Linked DNA regions of Mus musculus: all the other regions are linked to region 2. Evidence: chromatin contacts called from public HiChIP or PLAC-seq and Micro-C data. All regions are on one chromosome and are shown on one strand. Each heading gives the region's core, a stretch centred on a gene start, on an enhancer-like site or on the middle of the called end of the contact. The rest is flanking DNA. Distances are from core to core; before and after follow the strand shown.

The links. Hi-C and Micro-C count contacts between places; a contact is called where the count stands out from the background. HiChIP or PLAC-seq counts read pairs in DNA pulled down with a chosen protein or histone mark.
Region 1: a FOXA1 HiChIP or PLAC-seq map of pancreatic cancer cells shows a contact between it and region 2. The contact joins two enhancer-like sites. A contact is called at or near these places in 2 of 115 datasets of contacts at active chromatin or transcription factors (astrocytes and pancreatic cancer cells).
Region 3: a contact with region 2 is called in a Micro-C map of the HL-1 cell line, with 3 times the contacts expected there. The contact joins the promoter of Ssr3 here to the enhancer-like site in region 2. A contact is called at or near these places in 2 of 39 promoter capture datasets (liver and pre-B cells), 1 of 484 Hi-C or Micro-C datasets (the HL-1 cell line) and 1 of 9 other capture datasets (adipose tissue).
Region 4: a FOXA1 HiChIP or PLAC-seq map of pancreatic cancer cells shows a contact between it and region 2. The contact joins two enhancer-like sites. A contact is called at or near these places in 1 of 484 Hi-C or Micro-C datasets (the HL-1 cell line) and 1 of 115 datasets of contacts at active chromatin or transcription factors (pancreatic cancer cells).

Annotation. Positions count from the first base shown.
Region 1 is chr3:65,440,100-65,443,775 of GRCm38.p6, reverse strand. No RefSeq gene overlaps it. Among named protein-coding and RNA genes, the nearest start is that of Gm34576, 7.5 kb to the left of the region's middle. Within about 2 kb of position 1,310, at least 175 of the 459 cell types and tissues checked have an H3K27ac peak or open chromatin away from gene starts, as enhancers often do. A contact at or near this core is called in pancreatic cancer cells, where this site is marked.
Region 2 is chr3:65,601,985-65,605,704 of GRCm38.p6, reverse strand. No RefSeq gene overlaps it. Among named protein-coding and RNA genes, the nearest start is that of Gm34924, 23 kb to the right of the region's middle. Within about 2 kb of position 1,999, at least 39 of the 459 cell types and tissues checked have an H3K27ac peak or open chromatin away from gene starts, as enhancers often do. A contact at or near this core is called in the HL-1 cell line and pancreatic cancer cells, where this site is marked.
Region 3 is chr3:65,390,527-65,394,373 of GRCm38.p6, reverse strand. Ssr3 (signal sequence receptor, gamma) reads left to right here and starts at 1,821. Exons shown (of 5, transcript NM_026155.3): 1 at 1,821-1,969; 2 at 2,923-3,049. The coding sequence starts at 1,837. It also overlaps the pseudogene Gm5540.
Region 4 is chr3:65,843,023-65,846,498 of GRCm38.p6, reverse strand. No RefSeq gene overlaps it. Among named protein-coding and RNA genes, the nearest start is that of Gm25755, 73 kb to the right of the region's middle. Within about 2 kb of position 1,993, at least 65 of the 459 cell types and tissues checked have an H3K27ac peak or open chromatin away from gene starts, as enhancers often do. A contact at or near this core is called in the HL-1 cell line and pancreatic cancer cells, where this site is marked.

The DNA of each region.
Region 1 (3,676 bases), core at 61-2,560, 160 kb after region 2:
TCCTTATGTTCCTGAGGGACAATGCATTTCCAGAGGAGAGTCAGAGTTGGTGATGCCACTTTTTTTTTTTTAATGGTTACAAGGAAGAGACTAGAGAAACGAAAGTAAGTTTTACCTAAAGCATTTCAACATATTAGAACACTTAAAATATGGATATTGTGTTAGAGGCACCAGTTTGCATCCTTGGCTTTGTAGCGTATACCATTTAGAAGCAGAGGATAGAAGACATTACAGAAGAAGCTGAAGTCCCTTCTGCAATGTTGCTAAGGGAAGTTAAGAGTCCATGGCTGGTAATTAAAATTAATTCGACGTATTGTGCATAAATTGGATCCTAATGAGAGGAGCAGTTGCAGTAAAATAATTAAAGAATGAAAATATTTTCTCAGAACAACAACAACAAACTAAAAAAAAAAAAAAAAGAAAGAAAGAAAGAAAGAAACCCCTCAAAGCCAAAGCCAGGGAGGCTGTCCATTCTCGGCTCATGTGTTTCTCTTCAGCTGCAGCTGGATAAAAAGGAAGCAGTGTGGAGGGCAGAGAGATGGAAAATCAAAACAAAACCTTTCATGTGGTTGGCTCAATCTGGGCAGGGCAAACAGGACACCTGTGAGTAACAGAGAAGGAAATCTTTGCAGACAGTGAAAGATAAGTCACCCGGCCGGGCACGGCAGCAAAACCAGCCTGGAAGTAAATGACAAGTGCCAGGGACCGGTGGCGACTTAAAGTCAGAGTACCTGCGGTGAATCAGAATCATAAGAATTAGATTCGGGAGAGACAAACTGTTTCTCAGTCACTTATGTCTTTAAGAGGATTCTTTTTTAAGAATGTGTTCAAGTTTACAATGTATTCAATTTCCCAAAGCGTAGGAGGTTTAGGGAGACTTCTGGTGAAGTTCAAAGACTAAGGAACTTAACTTCCCAGTGAGAGTTTATTTTAAATGTATCCATATTGGGTTTTTAAACTGTTTTTGAATTCTAACTTTAAAAATGAATGTTTAAAACAATTCTAGTTTCTAGCTGAGTAGCAGTGGCCCCTTTGCATCCAACAGAGCCCAGGATGGGTGTGCCCACCCAACCCTGATATCACAAGCTCTGGGGATTCCCTGTGGGCTCCCACTCGCCTTGGTACCTCTTCTTGGTGTGGGTAGTTTGGGGGGTGGGGTGGGTGATAGAACATTTTTTTAAAAATCTGTTTTTGTAAGTTTCAAGACAGAGAATGGAATCAGGTGGGAATATTGTAGAGTCTTCTAGCCAGTTCTGAAGCACTGATCTCTAACTCCGCCCACCGCTAAGCTGGTGCCAGTCACTTCCCACATTGCTGTGGAATTATAAGTATGCAGATTAATTCCCTCCCCTATGAACTTCTCCAGGGCAGGGGCCAAGCCTAGTCATTACTGCGTTTCCAGTTCATCACAATGAGTAACACAAAGTTGGTGTCTAATAAATATTTATTGCATAAATAAAAGCTCAGAGGGCTGGGCTGTTCCTCACCTCTAAAATGAGAAATACTCTGTTATTTTATAAGACATAACTTGATTCTCCAGATAACATCTCTCTTTGCCATGTGCCTTATTCATTCTTTCGACCCTTTGGCTCAGGGGATCTTCGGCTCTAACCACTAGCAACCTGGACAGAAGACTGGCCTAGCAAACTGGACCACCACGGGTGCCTCTCTAAGCACTTGAAATGAGTCTCCCAGGGACTGAGCCAAGAGTCTACCAACTAAAGACCAGCTGCAGAGTTTGGGAAGTGGAGTGGACACAGCGGATTTGTCGCTTGCACATCTGAGGCATGTGAAGTCTTTAAATGAGGGTACACCCAGCTCCCACAAACCCAACGAGCCAAGCTGGGTGAGCCAGCTGCTTTCACTTTGCTGAGAGGAAACTGCTTCTCAGTGTTCCAGTGTAGTTACTTGGCCAGATTTTCCCCGGGATGGTAATGAGGACAGTGAATGTTGGCTGTTCACAAACCCTACTTATAAATGAGCGATTCTAAACTCTAGCCCCCAGGGCCAGACAGGCTGAGTGAAGCCTGCTGGGGAAGTCGGCAGGGATGGCTGTCCTCAGGGGCTAGAAACTGCAGCTCAAGCAGGAATCTGTGCCCAGTGTTGCCAGGCCTGATTTTTCAAGGGATGCCAGATACGCAGATTATATGGGCATTTCCCCGATTAAGCAAAACAAAACAGATCCAACTGAGCAGGCAGATGGAACCCTAAACTGCTAGGTATTTTTGAAATCTGCAGTTCAACCAGGTGAAGGAGCCTGTTACCCTGTGACTGGCAACAGAAGATTCCTAATCTTCTTTATTTATTTTGTTGGTTTTGTTTTTTGTTTGTTTGTTTTGGCTTTATGATTAACTAGAAACTTTGAAATTTTTACAAAAACAAGGACCATATAAAGGTGAAGTAGTTAGCGCACATGTGGAAGTGAACTAGTAGTATTTGCATTTTAATTGCATTTTAATTCCCTTATAGGCAGCTTGAATCTGTTATAAATGCTAACATCTGTATACATATGACTATGAGTTTATGTACAGAAACACGCATGAATGTTTATTTTTAAGTCACTGATCATTGGTATCTACTTTAAGAATATATTGTTGTGCCAGATTGGGTTTGAGTTTTGTATTTTTTTTTATTCATCAGAACCATGGGATAGAAATTCATCCTTTGCCCGGAGTTGCTTTGTTTTGAATGTGGGGAAATGAGAATACATTTCAGGCTTTGATCCCTGGACCAGATTATTTTCTGTCTCACAATGAGGTCACAGACAGGACATGGGAACAGAGCACATGCTGAGAACCTGCACTGGCCCACGCAAAGGCCATCTTTCAGGGCCTCTGGCGTGACTGCTTTGCTTTTATTAAAAAAAATAATAATAAAGTAATAATGGGAATGAAAGGCCAGATCATCCCACTTCGGCTCTGTCTTAGTGTATGGAGAGGCTGGAGGATTGTGATGAAAAGCCGAACTATTAGTCATTTTGATTTTATTAAAATGGAATTCTTTTTCTCAAAATTTCTGTGACTAGCAATAAATTTAATGTCTACCTGGAAGAGGGACTGGAAAATGGCTCAGTGGGCTCTGAGCACTTGCTACCCTTGGAGAGGACCAAGAGTTTGATTCCCAGCATCCAAGTTGGTGGCTTACAACTGCCTGTAACTCCAGCTCGAAGGGATCTGACACCCTCTTGTAGCCTCCAGGGACATAGACAGACAGACATGCAGACACACAGACATACATACAGAAAGAGAGAGAGAGAGAGAGAGAGAGAGACAGTCAGAAAGACAGAGATAATAAATAACCACTGGAAAAGTACCCTTCTAGAACTCAGAAGAGAACTCAAAAGCTAGTATCTAGTATTACTATCACCTTATACTACTAAGTTAATAGTATACTATTACTTTAAACTACATTTATGATTTAAACGCTGATACTACAACTGTGGCTTGGGCTCAGCAGTGTCAGCATTCCATACATGCTTCTTTGAAATACAGGGTCTCAAAGCCGCCCTAGATGTGCTGCATACTGAATTACAGTATCCCTGGTTCTTCACCCCACCTTGTCACTGTGGAGACAACACTGCTTTATAAGTCTATAACATATACTTTCTGCTTACTGCTTTTTATATTTTACAACATCTTTAAATAGTAAGACAAAACTTGAATGATTTTGTACTATG
Region 2 (3,720 bases), core at 750-3,249:
TTGCAAGAATAATACATGCTTGAATTGCAATATGATAACTTCCCATGAAATGAGACCCCTCCCCCATCTTTACTAGAGATGAAAGTGCATCTTAACATCCATACTTTCATTGTTTCCCCTAGGTAGCTACAAACATTTATATCTAAACACTTACCCATTACTTCTACTATTTTTTTGTTTATGTGTGTAATGCGTGTATATATAGGTATACGTGCGTATACATATGTGGAGGCCAGAGATCAGGTTCAGTGTCTTCCTCAACTGCTGTCCATCTGATATTTTGAGACAGGACCTTTCACTGAACTTGAAACTCATCAGTTTAGTTAGACTGACGGGCCCACAACACAGGGCTCTGCCTGTCTCCAGCATCTGTCTTTTTAACTTGGGATATGGGGAATTGAACTCGGGCCTTCATGCTTGTGAGGTAGGTACTTTACTGAGTCATTTCCTTTCAACATCAAATTGGAAAGTCTCCTTAGTTTTGGGCTTTTTTGTTGTTGTTGTTGTTTGTAGTTTTTTCCTTTAATAAAAATGTTATTATCTACTATCTATCTATCTATCTATCTATCTATCTATCTATCTATCTATCTATCTATTTATCTAAAGTATATGAGTGTTCTCTTGTGTATGTGCCACATGTGTGCCTGGTACCCATGAAAGTCAGAAGAAGGCATCAGATCCCCTGGAACTGGAGTTTCAGATAGTTGTGAGCCACCATGTGGGTGCTGGGAACCGGGTCCTCTATAAGGGTAGCCAGTGCTCTTAATTGCTCCAACCCAAGTTTTTTCTTTGATGACATTACTAACCAGATGGTCCATGCTGTCCATTTTTCCAGTAATGACCTTGATATGTTAATCAATATGTTTTAAGTTCTTTGGTTATTCCAACATCTATGTCATATCTAAAGCTGGCTTTGGTGGCTACTGAATATCTTCACAGTGTATCTTTCTTTTTCCTTTCTTTTTTCTTTTCTTTTAGTATAACCTGAAATCTCTGGCTAAACACCAGGTACCTGGTTGTACCTATAGTAGGTTCTGAGGTAAAACAAGCCTTTAATGAGCATGTCTACTAATCTGGCTTACAGCAGAACTTCACGTAGAGCTTGTATAAATTCCAAATGATTCAGATATTTTAGTGCCCTTGTTCCTAACTCCTCTCTTAGCCTTGGCTCTCTCTGCCCCTCAGACAGTGTCTGGCGCCTACATTTCTTTCCATTGTAACCCATTAAAGGGTTGTTGTGAAGTGATAGAGTATAGGGGAGGGGAAATCCTAGAGTTTTCTGACCCACCCTGAGATGTCGGTGGCCTGTATTCCAGGAGTTTGGCCTTCCAGGACATCTACTGATAACAGTGAGGGAAGGAGCTAGTGAATTTGCAGATGATCAGATAGAAATTTCCCAACCTGCAACACAAAAGAATAAAGAACTAAGAACTCCAGAACCTTTAAAAAGCTGCAGATGGTATCAAAATGGATAACACATACAGAACTGAAACACTGGAAGAAAAAGACAGAAAATTAGGATCACCTATTTGAAATTGCTATTTTCATAGTAAGTGAGGTGTTATCTATCAGACATGTAATTTTCAGCATAAAGTCAATGGTGGCTTTAAAAGGGAGAATTGCCTTATGTATGTTTCAATTTTATGTGCCTGGTTGTGGAGTGTCTCATTCCTTCAGTTAGGAGAAGCTTAAAAGATGCTGGGCAGTGAAAGAGTTAAAGGATTATTTCAAGTTAAGGATGAGTAATCTTTCCAGAGTGCGGGGCGTTGAGAGTAAAAGATACAGGAAACAGCAATAATATAAGAATAAAACCACCTCCAGAAAGCAGGCAGATGGCAAGGAGTATTTTTTACTATAAGATTTGTTTAATGCTGCACATTCCTCCATGCCCTCATTAAATGGATATATATTTATCCCAGAGAACACAGTATGACTGTTAATAGAACTATGACAGATAGTCTTATGTAGTATGAGTCACAGGAGTAGAAAATCATTCATTCACAAGGGTCTCATTCACTGAGAACCGAAACTTTCACAACGTGAGGTGTTTGTGGAATGACTGTGAGTACCACTAGGCCTCTTTTTTTTTTTTTTTTTTTTTTTTTTTGTAAATTGTCAGATTTTTTTTTTCCTAGCTGAGAATGTTCAGAAGTTGCCTATCAGTCATGTGCTGCTACATGACTCACCTGGCTTGAGTTACAACATCTGACCAGCACCACACTCAAGAAGCATTAAGTTCTTGAACATCTGTCATCACATCCAGAGGGTTTCAGGAACCCTTGAAGCTACTAATGCAGTGAACCTCAGCCTTCTGTTTAGCAAGTGGTAGCTTCCAAACAATTGATTAAGCCTCATTCCAAGCATGCTTTGACCTTGTTAACTTGGAACCTGCTTTCTTTCAACCGTATTTAGGAAGATGCTGTTCAGTGGATCTTTTCCAAACACCCAATAGAATGACTTCTTGCGTAGCAGTTTCAACCGCTGAGCATTAAAAGCTAGAGTCTACACAGAGCTCAGGATCTCACAACATCTTCCGTTTGCTTGCCGAAGGAACACAGCGGGGAAATTTCTATCTTAAGTAGCGAAGCTCACCATGCTTCTGGAATGAGACTCAAGCCCTAAAGTGTTCACAGCGTGGTGCAACCGAATGTTTTCTGTCTTCAGGAGATAAGCTGGAGAAGTTTTGTTTCCCTGGCTTTCAAAAACCTTTACTACAGAACATGATGAGGAGAAAAAGGCAAGCCAGACAATTCTATAAGAGGACTTCTTGGGCCAAAGCCCCCTTCAGACAGGAAACTGATGGCAAGTTTCTTCTGTTCTCTCACAAGGGAAGGAGACAGTGACAGCCAGAGTCACTGAAGTAATAACAAAGGGCAGAAGAAGAAATAAAGGTGAAGCCAAATCTTACTTTCTGTCCCAAAATAAGACCATACAATTCTTACCACCACCCACATCCATCCTTTAAATTCCCAAAGTTTGGTTTCCTTACCCAACCATGAAGAATCATGGTCTCTCCAAAGTGAAGAACAGAAAACCTACAACTCTCAGCATTTATATACATTGAGTCACATTATGGAGAGTCCAAATAGCATATGTAGACCTAGTTTTAGGTTTTAAAAACCTATTTTAAGTTGTTCTTCATTCCACATAAATGTTGGGGGCTACTTATCTTTTAATACCTTGTAATTTTAATTGGGTGGCAACCTTTGACCACCCTTGTAGTGATAAAAGATAGTGAATTGTCTTAAAATAAACAATAAAATAAACCCAAAACAAGCTTGCTAGTCTCAGCACCATGGGGTCAGGGACACTCATTAGCCAATGCCTTTCACTGTCAGAAACCAGTTCAATGTCTTTTAGAGAAACTGCTGTGTCTGTGTGGAACTGAAGATGTCCTCTGGTGGGATCTCCTTCCAAGGGCACATGATTCTAGGTAATGGTTTCTAATTTGCCTGAGAACTGATGTCCTCGCACGTTCTGCGCCTACTCTTCCACTGATCTCCCTCATTTTGTTTTGCTTCCAAGAGAACTGAAAGCCACCACTCTGATGTAGCCTCTGGTGAGACCCACACAAAAGTGGTACAGACCTTTCAGGCTCTGAAACACATTCAAGAGCAGAGACCTCACTTTGCTTTTCAGTCTCAAGATCAGTGCGTTTATTGGGATGGTGCTGACATAAAAAATGAAGGAGAACATCTGAGTCTAACAGCTGCACAAAAT
Region 3 (3,847 bases), core at 572-3,071, 210 kb after region 2:
CTGATGGCTTCCAATGCCTTCTTGCCATTGAAGCTTGGAAAAGACAGGAGGAGAGTGGCACCATGCATCATAGACACCATTGTGCCCCCCACGGAGCCCAGGCAGTGGTACAGGGGACTGGGCAGGACCACGCGCAACTCCTCTGCAGTCTTTGTGGGCATCTTCAGACGCTGGCCTATCAGCATGGAGTTGTTTACGATGTTGTGGTGGGAAAGAGTGGCCCCCTTGGGGTTTCCAGTTGTCCCCGAGGTGAACTGGATGTTGATGGGGTCGTAGCAGGACAAGAACCGCTGGTTGTACCGCAGCTGGGCTAGGTTCTGTTCCTTGCCACCGGCTGCCACGATGTTATCCAGGAGCAGGGTCCCCGGCAGAGGGGCATCCACGGAGATGACTGTAGTCAGGTCTGGGAGTCTCTCACTCTTCAAGGCCCCTGGCTGAGCCTTTTCCAGCTCAGGACAGACCTGCTTCAGGATGTCGTAGTACTGCTGGGTCTTGAATTGTTTGGGAAACACAATACCTTTGCAGCCTACCTTTCTGAGGACATATTCCAGTTCTGAGGACTGGTAGGCTGGGTTCACAGACACCAGGATGATGCCTGCCTGGGCAGTAGCCAGCTGAATAAGTACCCAGGCATAGGAGTTGGGTCCCTGCATGCCCAGCCGGTCACCCTTGCGGAGGCCAATGCTCAGAAGACCAGAAGCAGCTTTGTCCACCTCCTCCTTGAGCTGCGCAAAGTTCAGCCTGATGTTTTCATGGAGGATAACCAAAGCCTCTCTGTCGGGGAACCTCTGCGCTGTGGCGTCAAGGCACTCGCCCACAGTTGTGTTCACAAGATGGGAGTCGGTGTGGCCCTGAATGTAGCTGAGGCCTCCAATGGGCAAGGGGTTGGTGCAGTTCACCATTCCAGAACTGAGAGCGCGGACACTCTGCAACTTCGAGTTCGGCCGAGGGCGAGTGAGCAGCGTCCGGGGGCCCCGCGCCCCCAGGCTCGCGATACACAGCCTCCCGAAGCGCAGCATCCCGTGATAGACAGCCATGGCTCGCTTCCGCCGCGGGTCTGGGCCAGGAGTAAAACTCCACAAGAGTTTTTTTATTTTCCAATTCTAAAGACTGTAATGAGAGAGTCTTTTAGAGGCTAAGAGGCTTTGTTGATTAAAATGATGTAATAGTAATAATAATAATAATAATAATAATAATAATAATAATAATAAATTAAACCATGCAGATGGCTCAGAGGGTAAAGACACAAACGTGACAATTTGGTTCAATCTCTGGGACCCAGAAAGTAAAAGTAGACAACTAACTTCCTCAAGTTGTGTTCTGACAACGTTGTGGCACGGCCCTCCAACCAATCAATCAATCAACTAATCATCAATCAACCAATGAGCCAATTGTTCAATCAATGTAATAAATTTAAAAAGAAATATAAAGTGCACATGTGGAATGAAATACCAATAACGTTAGTTAGTTCGTTAGCTAGCTGGTTAGTTAGTTAAAACAGTACTGCTTGTATGGTTGCTCATTTCGATTATCCAAGCCTGTCTCTGGAGACTGAGGCAGGCGAGTTAGAGAGCAGCTCTAAACTACACACTAAACTACAAATCCCTTCATTCTTTGTGGCATTGAGGCGCCACGTACCCTGAAGGATGCGGAAGTCTTGTTCGCATGCCCAATCGTACCTCGACGCTTGTGAAACGACGGCAAGATGGCCAATCCCGAAGCAGCGTACCCTGCGGAGTCCCGCCTCCGCGTTGCGCTGACGGGTCGCGGGCGGATACGCGGCCTTCTGAACCTTCCCTGCCTCCCTGCTCCCGGCCTCCAGTCTTCAGCTCGGCCATGGCTCCCAAAGGCGGCTCCAAGCAGCAGTCCGAGGAGGACCTGCTCCTTCAGGATTTCAGCCGCAACCTGTCGGCCAAATCGTCGGCGCTGTTCTTCGGGAACGCGTTCATCGTGTCTGCCATCCCCATCTGTGAGCTTCGGGCGGGCGGCGGTGGCGGCGGGGACGTGGCGGGCGCGGCGGGGAGGCCTAGTGTCCGGAGCAGCGTCCTCGGGAAGTCACTCGCGGCGTGCTTCTGAGCCGGGCGCGGGTTCTGGCCCGGAATCTCTTTTTGGTACACTGCCCTTCTCCTCACCACTGTTGGACACTAGGATGTCTTTAATGAACCGGGCGGGGGAGCCACTGATAAACCTTCACTGAATTAGCAGCGTGACCCGTGGCAAACCTCCCCTTACTCCCGAGCATCCTTTGGACGTGCAGAATGCCAAGTTAGGCCTTGCCCGAGGTCCGCGATCAGCCTTGTTTAGGATTTCAATAACTCCTAGAGAGCAGCTCGAGCCTTCTCGATTGAATGAGAAACTGCCCACTTGAAGGCCAAAACTGTCTCCAAGTCCAGGTTTTCCGAGTTTCCTGTCTCCTGACCCGCACTGCCGCAGTGCTGCAGGCCAATCATGTCCAAAAAAAGTTCTTTGTTATTTTGGCCTTGTAAAAAGCTCAGCTTGCAGTGAATGTGGTGTGGAGCCCCCTGGGTTCACTGGCCCGACAAAGCATTGTTTGGATTTCAGTGAGCAGCCACGTCAGCAAGTTAACCAAAGTTTTGGGACAGCGGTTGATTTAAAATGGCCCGTGTTTTAACTTCCTAGTATTCCATGAGTGAAATTGTTATTATTTGTAATCCCCACTCCCAGTTTGTTCTCAAGTTAGAAGATGAAATTTCTAGACTAGCAATATCCCCACAGCCTACCTTTCTGTACTGGGAAAGCCCTGAACTGGGACAAACCCAGTTTATTGTCTATCTCACCTCTAGTGAAGTTTTTCGGATACTGGGTGGGATTTACTGACTCTCATTTACCTGGCTTAGCTGTAGTCTGGCATGTGCAATGGGGCAGTGATGTTGTGTGTCCCTTGCTTTTGTCTTATCTCAGGGTTGTATTGGAGAATATGGCATATGGATCTCATCCAGTCTGCTGTGCTCTACAGTGTGATGACCTTAGTAAGCACTTACTTAGTAGCCTTCGCGTACAAGAATGTAAAATTTGTTCTGAAGCACAAGTAAGTACCCTAAACCCAACCCCAGTCTGCATATTTTATGTTAGGGGGTCTTAAACATGATTTATAAGCATTAGTTTGAAATGTGTATGTAGTTAATCGTGAACCATATGACACTTCTGTGGAAATAGGTTTTGAGGGTGGAGTTTGAATATTCATTCCCAGTCTTCAATTGATGGTTTGGTCAGAAAAACAAGTCTATTAAATCAATGAATGTTTCCGAAACTCAGTGGATTTCTTTCTAGAAATTATTTTAGGCTGCCCATTTACTAATTTTGGAAGCAAAAAATTAAAAATTCTCTGACATTTTCAATGCCAGTTACTTTTTTTTTTTTTTTTTTTAATCTTGTAAGTCTATTCACTGTAGAAGACAACCCTATTTCTTGAATTTCAAGATCACGTATAAGACGAATTATTTTACTAGCTTTAGGAGAAGAAAACCCAAGTTTTTTTTTTTTTTTACACAAAGTTCTTTCTTTTTAAAAAATTTTTATATGAGTATACTATAGCTGTTTTCAGACACACTAGAAGATAGCATTGGATCCCATTACATATATTCTATGAGCCACCATTTGGTGGCTGGGAATGGAACTCAGGACCTCTAGAAGAGCAGTTAGTGTTCTTTAACCACTAAGCCATATCTCCAGCCTGGAAAACCTAAGTTTTACCTCAGTAAATTTTTATGTTTTAAGCACTTGTGTACTCTGCTTTCCTAAAAATAAAACAGGAGGGTGTAGCAGGCTATTCCCTTATTTGTTCAATAGGGCCTTTTAGGTTTTTCTTTGAAGTATTATTATTTTT
Region 4 (3,476 bases), core at 744-3,243, 240 kb before region 2:
TATATTTAAATAGTGTAATAACACATTTGAGACACCAGGAAGGCAGTAGGATTGGGCTTAATGGGATTAGGGTATGGAGGATGGTGGTACAGGAACCACTCACTCAGGAAAACGCATGGAAGGTGCATTCCTAGGATGCTGTGAGCCCTGGTGCTGTGGCATTCCCTGATACAAATGGTTCTGGTGTGCAGGGAGGTAATTCCCAGTGTCATTACCCAGGTCTCCTTGGCTGAAGCCATCTGTCAGCCACAGAGCATCCTACTAGCAGACAGAGTTGTGATGAAACACATTTGTTCAAACATGGGAAATGGTGTTTGAAAAAAGCCACCTTCCTCAATTTCCTTTGACGCTATTATCCTTTGTCATGTCAGAGAGCTGAGCCCAAGGATGGCCAAGAGGCAGTGGTAAACTCACAGTCCAGGGTCTGGGGGAACCATGGGATTGGTAGTTGTCCCCTTCCCTCCTGCCCCTGCAGTGAGGCAATAAAAGATGGATCTCTGAGGCAGTGACTGAGGCATTGTGCATTAACAGCTACATGGAGATTTTCATTTCAAATCTCATGTATTGACAGTTGAAACTGGAGCTGTTACATAAAGCATCACTCAATGTCTTTCAGAGACTCTTTCTCAACACATCATTCACATGCTAGAACACAGAGAGGCCTTTAGATCCATGGGGAAAGTTGAGTAAAGGGTCCAGGATTTGTGTGGAACACATTATGTCAAGACATGAGAATGACAGTCATGGCTGCTGACAGAGAAAGCTTGCTTGCCCAACAGTGACCCAGTATGGCTGCACCCTCATGGACCAGCTGGCAGTACAGACAGATTTGGGGAGACAGCTGGGGACTACTCATGAGAAAGTCAAAGATTTGCAACAACAAGGAGGTTGTTGTTCTTACATGTGTCTCTCTAACCCTAGGTAAGGTACCTTGCTTCAGGAGGCGAAGTGGGACTCTGTAGGTTGGTTTAGTCAGACAGGAGCTATCATCACATGGGCAAGAACGCCAAGAATGCCAGTCTCTGCTCTGACACGCAGACCCTGTTGGAAGAAGTACTTCCCGTGTTGGCTTTGTTCTTCTAAACACAAGTCCACAAAACAGGCTTCAGAGGAGACTTGGAACCTGGCCAGAAGCCACTTCAGGCAAGTCACAGACAGCGGTGAGTCCCACTCACCAGCCCTTGTTTTTCCCATGGGTCACAATACAATGACCTCACAGAACAGTTGGAAGAATGAGTTTAAACAGGGGTCATTAGGTTGGAGTTACTGTCTGAACAGGCTTCAAGAGGGTCTGCGAAGCCTGGCATTTTCATGAAGCACTTGTACATATTTACATGTGTCCTCTTGAGGAGGGCCTAGGCCCTGCCTTCTACTGCAATTTCAAAGAACGTTGGCACTTTCACAAGGTTAAGAATCACTGCTTGGGAACCGTGTGGATGTGTGACTGCAAGCATCCAGTTAAACTATGGCCAGCAAGAACTTTGGAAGTCAAAGGAACACAGAGGAGCATTTGCTGCGTGAGACTCACAGGGGAAAAAAAAGTAGAAAATGTGACTTTTGACCCTCTGTAGCAAACAGCACCTTTTGGACATGACCTTAAATGAAGTCAGTGGTTGAAACTGAGAGGATAAACAGCATATCTGACTGGTCAGAAGACGTTAAAAGCCTTGTAAATGCAGGTGGTAGAAGCAGACTGTTGGCTGCAGTGGTCGGAAGGTGTGTGCAGTGTGTGGGAAAGATGTTCAAAGGGAGGGAAGGATGGACAGGGGCAAGAACTTTCCTGCTTGGTCTACACCCCCACCCCACCCCCGAGGATGCTGGAGGAAGCTGAGCTCAGGAGCAGACCTTCAGTCATGGTCCATCCCGAATGTAGTTTCACATGTGCATGAACTGTTTTTGGTTCTTTAGCCTCTGCGCCACAGGCGAGGCTGAGGGGCTTGTGACTCACTGTGGGTAGAAAGGGATGACTTCCAGTGACTAACGTCTTTAGGCAGGAGGCTCTTCATTCTTGCTGTGAGACTCATAGGGCCTCTCCCACTTCCATCGCCGAAGTCCTCCAGGCGGGCCTCCTGCGACCACACCCCAAAATCTACTTACAGAAGACTAAGCAAAGCAGTTGGAAAGCAAGAAACAAATTTTGGAGAAAAAATGAGTCCATTGGAAGAGAACTTTGCTGACGCCTTTATATGTCTCTGATGATATGGGTGGGGCCGCTGTAATCCTTGCTGTGGAGATGACTCCCTGAGCTCTGCCTGGAGTTTGGCTCCACTGACTGATAAGGCTACCGGTCCCTGGATGGATCAAGGACATTTAAATAAATGCTGTCTCTTCAGAGATAATTTCTTAAGTTTGTGATTCCTAAATTTTATAGAGATACATAATGTCCATGCTGAAGGAAGGCATAGAGGAAATATTCTGGTCCTGTATCCGGCCTCTGATACTTCAAGCACATGTATCCTGCAACATCTTCCCTTTGCTGTCAGCTGGTCTTCTCATATCATCTGTCAAATCAGCCTTCTCCACCACCCTCCTATCCTTCACTTCCACCACACCTAGGGAGAACCATTATGGGGTCTAATTCATTGTATCACCAATGCATGCTGTACAGGAATCAATCAACTCCTGTTTCTACTTAACACACCACATCTATATGATCAGCGACCTCCCTGTATGAAGCATACTGATGTTAAACAACTCTTGATGTAAAATCCTTTCTGAACAGTATTTGTGCTGCAGCTGGTAAGAATTTCTTTTCAGTCTGCGAGAAGCTTCATCCACACTCAGCACTATAAAGCCCTCATGCTTTTTATCTTTCTTGAATTGTCCATAGGTATAGGGATACAGTTCACCAACAGTCCCTGCTAAAGTCAAATATCCTCTCTGATGCTATCTTTCACAAGACAACAATCCATTTACAGGAGAGAAAAACAACTCCCAGGACCAGAGATCCTCCAGCTAGAGAGAACAGACCCAACTTTTGCTTTCTTCATTAGTTTTAGTATGCTTTTTTCCCCTCTGCTGCTTCACTTCAGAAAAGACAGATAATCACCACCTTTATGAGTCAGAATCATAGCTCAGCACCTGCTAGGAAATTGAAAAATATTTCCCCATGTCACATTACAGAGTGACACTCATTGTCTTCACACGGCTGCTGGCATTCACGAGTTTGCCAAAGTGACTGCACTGGAGGCTCTGAAAGCCAGAGCGATAATGAAAAACAATGACTGAAGACATTGCCAAATGCCAGCACATAAAGATAGTAACATGAACTTGATAAACTCGGGCTTTCATTCCTTTTAAATTGTGCAGAGGTTAATAAAGGAGATTCTGTTTATCTCCAGCACAACAAAGTAACAGATGCAGGAAGTTCTGAGTGGTTTTCTTGTTTGTTTTGTCTTGTTTTTTTTAAATGCAGTCATTTCACTATTGGGCACAGAGTTCACTCCAGTCTGTGCTCATAAAGGAGAATCAATATG